2 separate regions of the Mus musculus genome follow, and region 1 is linked to region 2. A link is a contact called in public promoter capture Hi-C data. All regions are on one chromosome and are shown on one strand. The core of a region is the stretch at or near the end of the contact, and the rest is flanking DNA. Distances in the headings are between cores, read along the strand shown.

What was found. Promoter capture Hi-C pulls out the DNA fragments that hold promoters and counts their contacts.
Region 1: a contact with region 2 is called in a promoter capture Hi-C map of embryonic stem cells, with 7 times the contacts expected there. The contact joins the promoter of Zfp984 here to the enhancer-like site in region 2. A contact is called at or near these places in 1 of 39 promoter capture datasets (embryonic stem cells), 1 of 15 datasets of contacts at CTCF or cohesin (the NIH/3T3 cell line), 11 of 115 datasets of contacts at active chromatin or transcription factors (bone marrow-derived dendritic cells, cardiomyocytes, differentiating embryonic stem cells and 6 more) and 3 of 9 other capture datasets (adipose tissue, embryonic stem cells and liver).

The regions. Positions count from the first base shown.
Region 1 is chr4:147,808,019-147,811,247 of GRCm38.p6, reverse strand. It overlaps Zfp984 (zinc finger protein 984), which reads left to right and starts at 1,460. Exons shown (of 6, transcript NM_001127189.3): 1 at 1,460-1,580.
Region 2 is chr4:146,054,022-146,057,343 of GRCm38.p6, reverse strand. No RefSeq gene overlaps it. Among named protein-coding and RNA genes, the nearest start is that of Zfp987, 42 kb to the left of the region's middle. Within about 2 kb of position 1,798, at least 10 of the 459 cell types and tissues checked have an H3K27ac peak or open chromatin away from gene starts, as enhancers often do. A contact at or near this core is called in embryonic stem cells and expanded potential stem cells, where this site is marked.

The sequences.
Region 1 (3,229 bases), core at 211-2,710, 1.8 Mb before region 2:
AAAGACAGAACCCCAGGTCTGGGCTTGTGCTTCTGAGCTCTCACCGCCATGCTGAGCTAGAATCCATTTTAACCTCTCATAATCATCACAACAGGTTTTGAACCTCAGAGGTCAATGAGAATCCTGGAACTCATTACAATCATGAAAAGAGTTGACTTCCTAGCAAGAGTCTAATGAGACTTGGGTAAATCTCGAGTCTCCTTTCCCCAGCTTATACTGATATGCATGGGTGTCATAGAGTGTTACAGGGAACAATCAGGAAACCATTTATCAACAAACAGTGCAGTATGTATTGTAATTTTGTTCAAGTTTTCTTTCTTTCATCCTTTCTTTCTTTCTTTTCTTTCTTTCTTTCTTTCTTTCTTTCTTTCTTTCTTTCTTTCTTTCTTTCTTTCCTTCTTACTTCCTTACTTCCTTTCCTTACTTTTTTTTTTTTGACAAAGATCAAGACAGTTTTCCAAAGGAGTTTCTCTTTATTGTCTCACCCTTCAAGAAGTAAATAATATTGTGCCTTGACCTAACATCATTTTAATTCATCATTTTCTTTGATTGAGGCATCCACCTCCTCTACCTTTTCTTTAAGTCTGATAATCTGTCTCCCACAGGTTCTCTATGTATTATTTTTATTTGCCTTACTGCATTTTCTTTTCAGGATTTTTTTTTGGCATTTCTAAGCACTTATTGAAGTCAATTTTAATATTTTATATTGTCATTTCCTTCAGGAATCTGGTATTATTTTCTTGCCCATGATTTATTTCGTTTCTCTCTGAGTGAGTGGATTTACATGGTTTACAAACTTTAATGTCCTTGATCATGATTGTGGGTTTTCTATTCTTTGTCTTCGATATCAAATAAATTGTGCTCCTTATAGGATACCTATATGGTTTGCGGTTTGAGCCAAGGACATTTTATCTAAGTTATTGTTTGTTTTGGGTATCTGTTCTGAGCATCAGAATTCAAAGGGACTGCTTAATTGTGTGCATTTATAGCCCAGAGGAAAAGACTCACAATATGAGAAGTTAATATGCGTTGTATCTGAAGGGTTCAGAACCCAGGTGCAGTGTCCTACTACATCCAGTTCTGGTCTAGTCTGGCAGCAACCTTTTGAGGAAGCTGTGTAGAGTAGGTCCTGGGAAGTTTTGTGGAAGGCAGCCTGCAACAGAGTTGGAGGAGTGGTTCCTGCTGGGGAGGGTGGGCCTCCAGCCTGATTAGATGAGTTTAAGAAAAAGACAAATTAAAAGCAAAGGAACGAGCAAGCAAGCAAGCAAGCAAAAATTCAAAACACCAAACATTGCTGTGAAGAATTGGGAAGCTAATTAATTAAAAGGTCCCGAAGTAGGTAGGCTTAGAAGAATTGCAGGAAGCTGCTGAATATTGGGCGGGTCCAGAAGGCGGGGCTAGGCAGCATGAAGGGAAGTTCCGCGGTTTCATCTTTCTTCTTGCATCTCAGCTGCCTCGTGATCAGGAAGTTATGGAGGGAGACTAGCGCCTAGTATTTGCGGAACCTGAAAACTTTCTTAAGCAGCAGTTGTTGTGCTGGCCTCCTAGGACATTGAGCAGCTGGTCCTGTCACCTTCCAGGTCAGAGGAGCTGTTGGACTGGGGAACAGGCAGGAACTGGGCAGGCGTGTGGAGCAGGGGTGCATTTTCTGCCGCCATTCTCACAATTCAGTGTTTGCGGAACCTGAAAACTCCCTTAAGCTGCAGTTGCCCCTCCTAGGACATTGAGCAGCTGGTCCTGTCACCTTCCAAGTCAGAGGAGCTGTTGGACTGGGGAACGGGCAGGAGCTGGGCAGGGGCGTGGAGCAGGGGTGCATTTTCTGCCGCCCCTCTCACAATTCAGTGTTTGCGGAACCTGAAAACTTCTTTAAGCTGCAATTGCTGTGCTGGCCTCCTAGGACATTGAGCAGCTGGTCCTGTCACCTTCCAAGTCAGAGGAGCTGTTGGACTGGGAAATGGGCAGGAGCAAGGCAGGCATGTGGAGCAGGGGTGCATTTTCTGCCGCCACTCTCCCAATTCTGTTGTGGTATCTTACCATTATCAGGAAGTTTGAGATCCTGTGAATTGGGTTCATGGTGATGTTTTAATTAATTTTATGGGTGCCAGATTTTTTTTTTTTTAAATAACCCCGTAGATCCTTGGCCGTCTCTGGAGTTTGTGTATTGGGATGGTTGTCTTTGCAAAAGCCATAATAAAGCTCCTCAAATTCAAATTCATTCATGCTTTCTTAACTCCCTTGTTCCTCCATTTGCCATTTCGTTTCCCTTTCTCCAGGGAACTGGATAGGCATCCCTAGAGAGCTTTGTAGGTATTTGTCATATGGGGATCAGTGCAGATTTGATTGAATTCGAAAATATTCGTTATAAAGTACTGTTGAAAGACCCAAAAGGTGAGGACTCTCCCACGTTCTGACTCAGGAGAGGCAACACCCCAAATTACTGGAGAAACGGTTTTGATGCAAATTGCAAGAGGACTTTTATTTCAAGAGAGCTCTCAGGCCCACAGTCATAAACCATGCAATGCTAGAGGACTGTGGTATGCAGAGTAGCTGGGTAAGGGGGTATTTAAAGGAAGGAACCACAAGTCAAGGGGGTGGGGAGGGCGTTGTTGGAAAATACCAAAAATACCAGTTGAAAGTGGAAAGTCAAGACAGCTGTGTATGAGTCTCAATAACATTAGCACATTTGCATAGTGAGTTCCTGGAGTTGTCGGGGTGGGTCAAGGTGACTTTCTTTGAAAGCACAGCTTATAAGTGGGTGGATGGAGGAATGTTGCTATCTGCTTTATGATTAGCATACCTTGGGGGCATTGAGTCACAAGGATCTTATTTTTAAGCCTGACCCTAAAGGCTTACTTTTTGTTTTTATGTTTCAATTTTTAACTGTCTCCTGGCTGTAAATATTAATATTAACCTAGCAAAGTTATAGTCCCCGTTAGTTTAACACTGAGGTATATGTAGTCTTTGATGTAAATACAGCATTGAGAAATGAGTCTTCATAGGCTTAGTTATTAATATTACACCTTAGGTTTGAATAAAACATGAAGACAGGATTGCAGTAAGGTACAGCTGAGAAGAAGATATATAGTGGGTCTGTGCACCCTGAGTGTTGCCAGAGAAAAACTAATTGTACCACGTGGGCAAGTTTTATAAAATAATACATCCTGACCAAGAGATGGATTTGGTCACATGCTACAGGCAGTTTTATAGGCCACTGTAGTTTCCTATGAGG
Region 2 (3,322 bases), core at 549-3,048:
AGGGAATACCATTTGGAAAGAAAAAAATAGTGATTTTTCTATTTTCAGATGATATGATAGTATATATATGTGATCCAAAAAAATTCTACCAAAATGTTACATTGATAAATGTAGCAAAGTGTCTGCATACACAATTGACTTGAAGAAATCATTAGTTCTGCTCCACACAAATAAACAGGCTGATAAACAGCCTGAAAAAGAAGTTAGGGAAACAGAACACTTCACATTAGCCATACAGAAATAAATAAATAAATGAATAAATGAATAAATAAATAAATAAATAAATAAATAAATAAAATGCATTCACATTTCTCTAAGTAAGCAAGTGAAAAGCTACATGGCAAGAAATTCAAGTATCTGAAGAAAGAAACAGGAAAATATCAGAAGTTGGAAATACCTCCCTTGCTCATATATCAATAGGATAAACATAATGAATATGTCCATCTTACCAAAAAGAAACTTAGAGATTCAGTGCAATTCCCTTCAAAATTCCAGCACAATTCTTCACAGATTTTGAAAGAAAAAATCGCAACTTCATATGGAAAAGCAAAAAAACACAGGATAGATAAAATATTTCTGAACAACAACAAAAAGAACTTCTGGAGGCATCAATATCTGTAATTTTAAGCTTTACAGCACAAAAATTAGTAATAAAATTTTGCACGGTACTGGTATAGAACTAGATAGGTGGATCATTGGAATTCAATAGAACACACAATAATAAACCCACTCACCTACGGACACAATTATTGGCAAAGAAGCTAAAACCATACATTGAAAGTGGAGAGCATCTTCTATGAATGATGTGGTCTAACTGGATGTCTTCATGCAGTAAAATGCATATAGATCCATATTTATCACCCTGCATATCACTCAAGTCCAAATGAATCAAAGACCTCATTATGAATCTATACACATCTAAATTAATAGAACAAAAAGTGGGGAATAGCCTTGAACTCATTGGAATAGAAAACAACTTCCTTAATAGAACACCCATAGCCCTGATACTAAGGTCAAGAATTAATAAATGGAACATCATAAATGTGAAACCCTTCTGTAAGTCAAAAGACAGCATGATCAGGATACCTATAGATTAGGCAAATATCTTCACTTGTTCTACATACAATCGTCAAGGATTCCTGCTTCTAAGTAGAATGAGGGGAGACTTGTGTGAGGGGTTATAGGGAGAAGAGGAAGGGCTGATATTGTGATCTAGTGTGAGCAAATAACTTCAATCTAAAAGATACACATGAAGAATAGGAAGACCTTCATTTACATGGAAAATAGAAAATAGAAGCATGACATGTGAATATGCATGTACTGCTTGCAAGGTGAAATGATGATTGTCTAAAGAATTCTCCAAATATTTCAGACCAAAAAAGTATAGAAATTTGAATTGTCCTAATTTTACAATGCATTACAATTATCATTTCTATGTTTATTAACATACACAGAGGTATGAATAGAGTGGTGATCTCATCATTCATATGCACAGTTCAATAAATTATAAAATCCCTAATATTTATTCTTATATAGAAAGTCAATTACATGGTCATTAGGAAAATCTTGAAGATAAATCTTGAAATAGGAAAATAATATTTAAAATAGTTTCATACAAAATTGATTATACAGACAGAATATGAAGAAGAAAATTCATACCATATTTTTCCATACATTTTCAATGATTTCTTTTTTTTTTAATTTTAGCAGAGTTTTACCTCTTTACAGAGCATATGTGTAATATGCTCTGTGCTGTTGCTAACTGGACTCAGAAAAAGGCATCAGATGTCCCAAACTGACATTTAGGGTGGTTGACAGGCACCATGGGGGTCAGGCATTGAACAAGTTTTCTATTTAAAAGATGGTGTTAGCTCCCTTGTCAAAGATCAAGTGACCATAGGTGTGTGGGTTCATTTCTGGGTCTTCAATTCTATTCCTTTGGTCTACCTATCTGTCGCTATACCAGTACCATGCAGTTTTAAATCACAATTGCTCTGTAGTACCGCTTTAGGTCAGGCATGGTGATTCCACCAGAGATTCTTTTATCATTGAGAAGAGTTTTTCCTATCCTAGGTTTTTGTTATTCAAGATGAATTTGCAGATTGTCCTTTCTAATTCTTTGCAGAATTGAGTTGGAATTTTGATGGGGATTACATTGAATCTGATTGCTTTCAGCAAAATAGCCATTTTTACTATATTGACCCTGCCAATCCATAAGGATGGGAGATCTTTCCATCTTCTGATTTCTTCTTTGATTTCTTTCTTCAAAGACTTGAAATTCTTATCATACAGATCTTTCACTACCTTAGTTAGAGTCACACCAAGGTACTTTATATTATTTGTGACTATTGTGAAGGGTGTTGTTTCCCTAATTTCTTTCTCAGCCTGTTTATTCTTTGTGTAGAGAAAAGCCATTGATTTGTTTGAGTTAATTTTATTTCCAGCTACTTCACTGAAGCTGTTTATCAGGTGTAGGGGTTCTCTGGTGGAATGTTTAGGGTCACTTATATATACTATCATATCATTTGTAAATAGTGATATGTTGACTTCTTCCTTTCCAATTTGTATTCCCTTGATCTCCTTTTGTTGTCAAATTGCTCTGGCTAGGACTTCAAGTACTATATTGAATAGGTTGGGAGAAAGTGGGCAGCCTTGACACTGCCAATAAGACAAAAAGGCCACCAACAAACTGGGAAAAAATCTTTACCAATCCTAAATCAGATAGGGGAGGATTATCCAATATATATAAAGAACTCAAGAAAATGGACTCCAGAAAATTTTAAAAAAAAATTTAAAAATGGGGCTCAGAACTAAACAAAGAATTCTCAACAGAGGAATATGGAATGGCTGAGAAGCACCTAGAAAAATGTTCAACATCCTTAATCATTGGGGAAATGCAAATCAAAACAACCCTGAGATTCCACTCACACCACTCAGAATGGCTAAGATCAAAAGTTCAGGTGACAGCAGATGCTGGAGAGGATGTGGAGAAAGAGGAACACTGTTCCATTGTTGGTAGGATTGCAAGCTTATACAAACACTCTGGAAATCAGTCTGGCGGTTTCTCAGAAAATTGGACATAGTACTACCGGAGGATCCAGCAATACCTCTCCTGGGCATATATCCAGAAGATGTTCTAACTGGTAATAAGAACACATGGTCCACTATGTTCATAGCAGCCTTATTTATAATAGCCAGAAGCTGGAAAAAACCCAGATGTCCCTCAACAGAGGAATGGATACAGAAAATTTGGAACATTTGCACAATGGAGTACTACTCAGCAGTTAAAAACAATGAATTTATGAAATTCTTAGGCAAATGG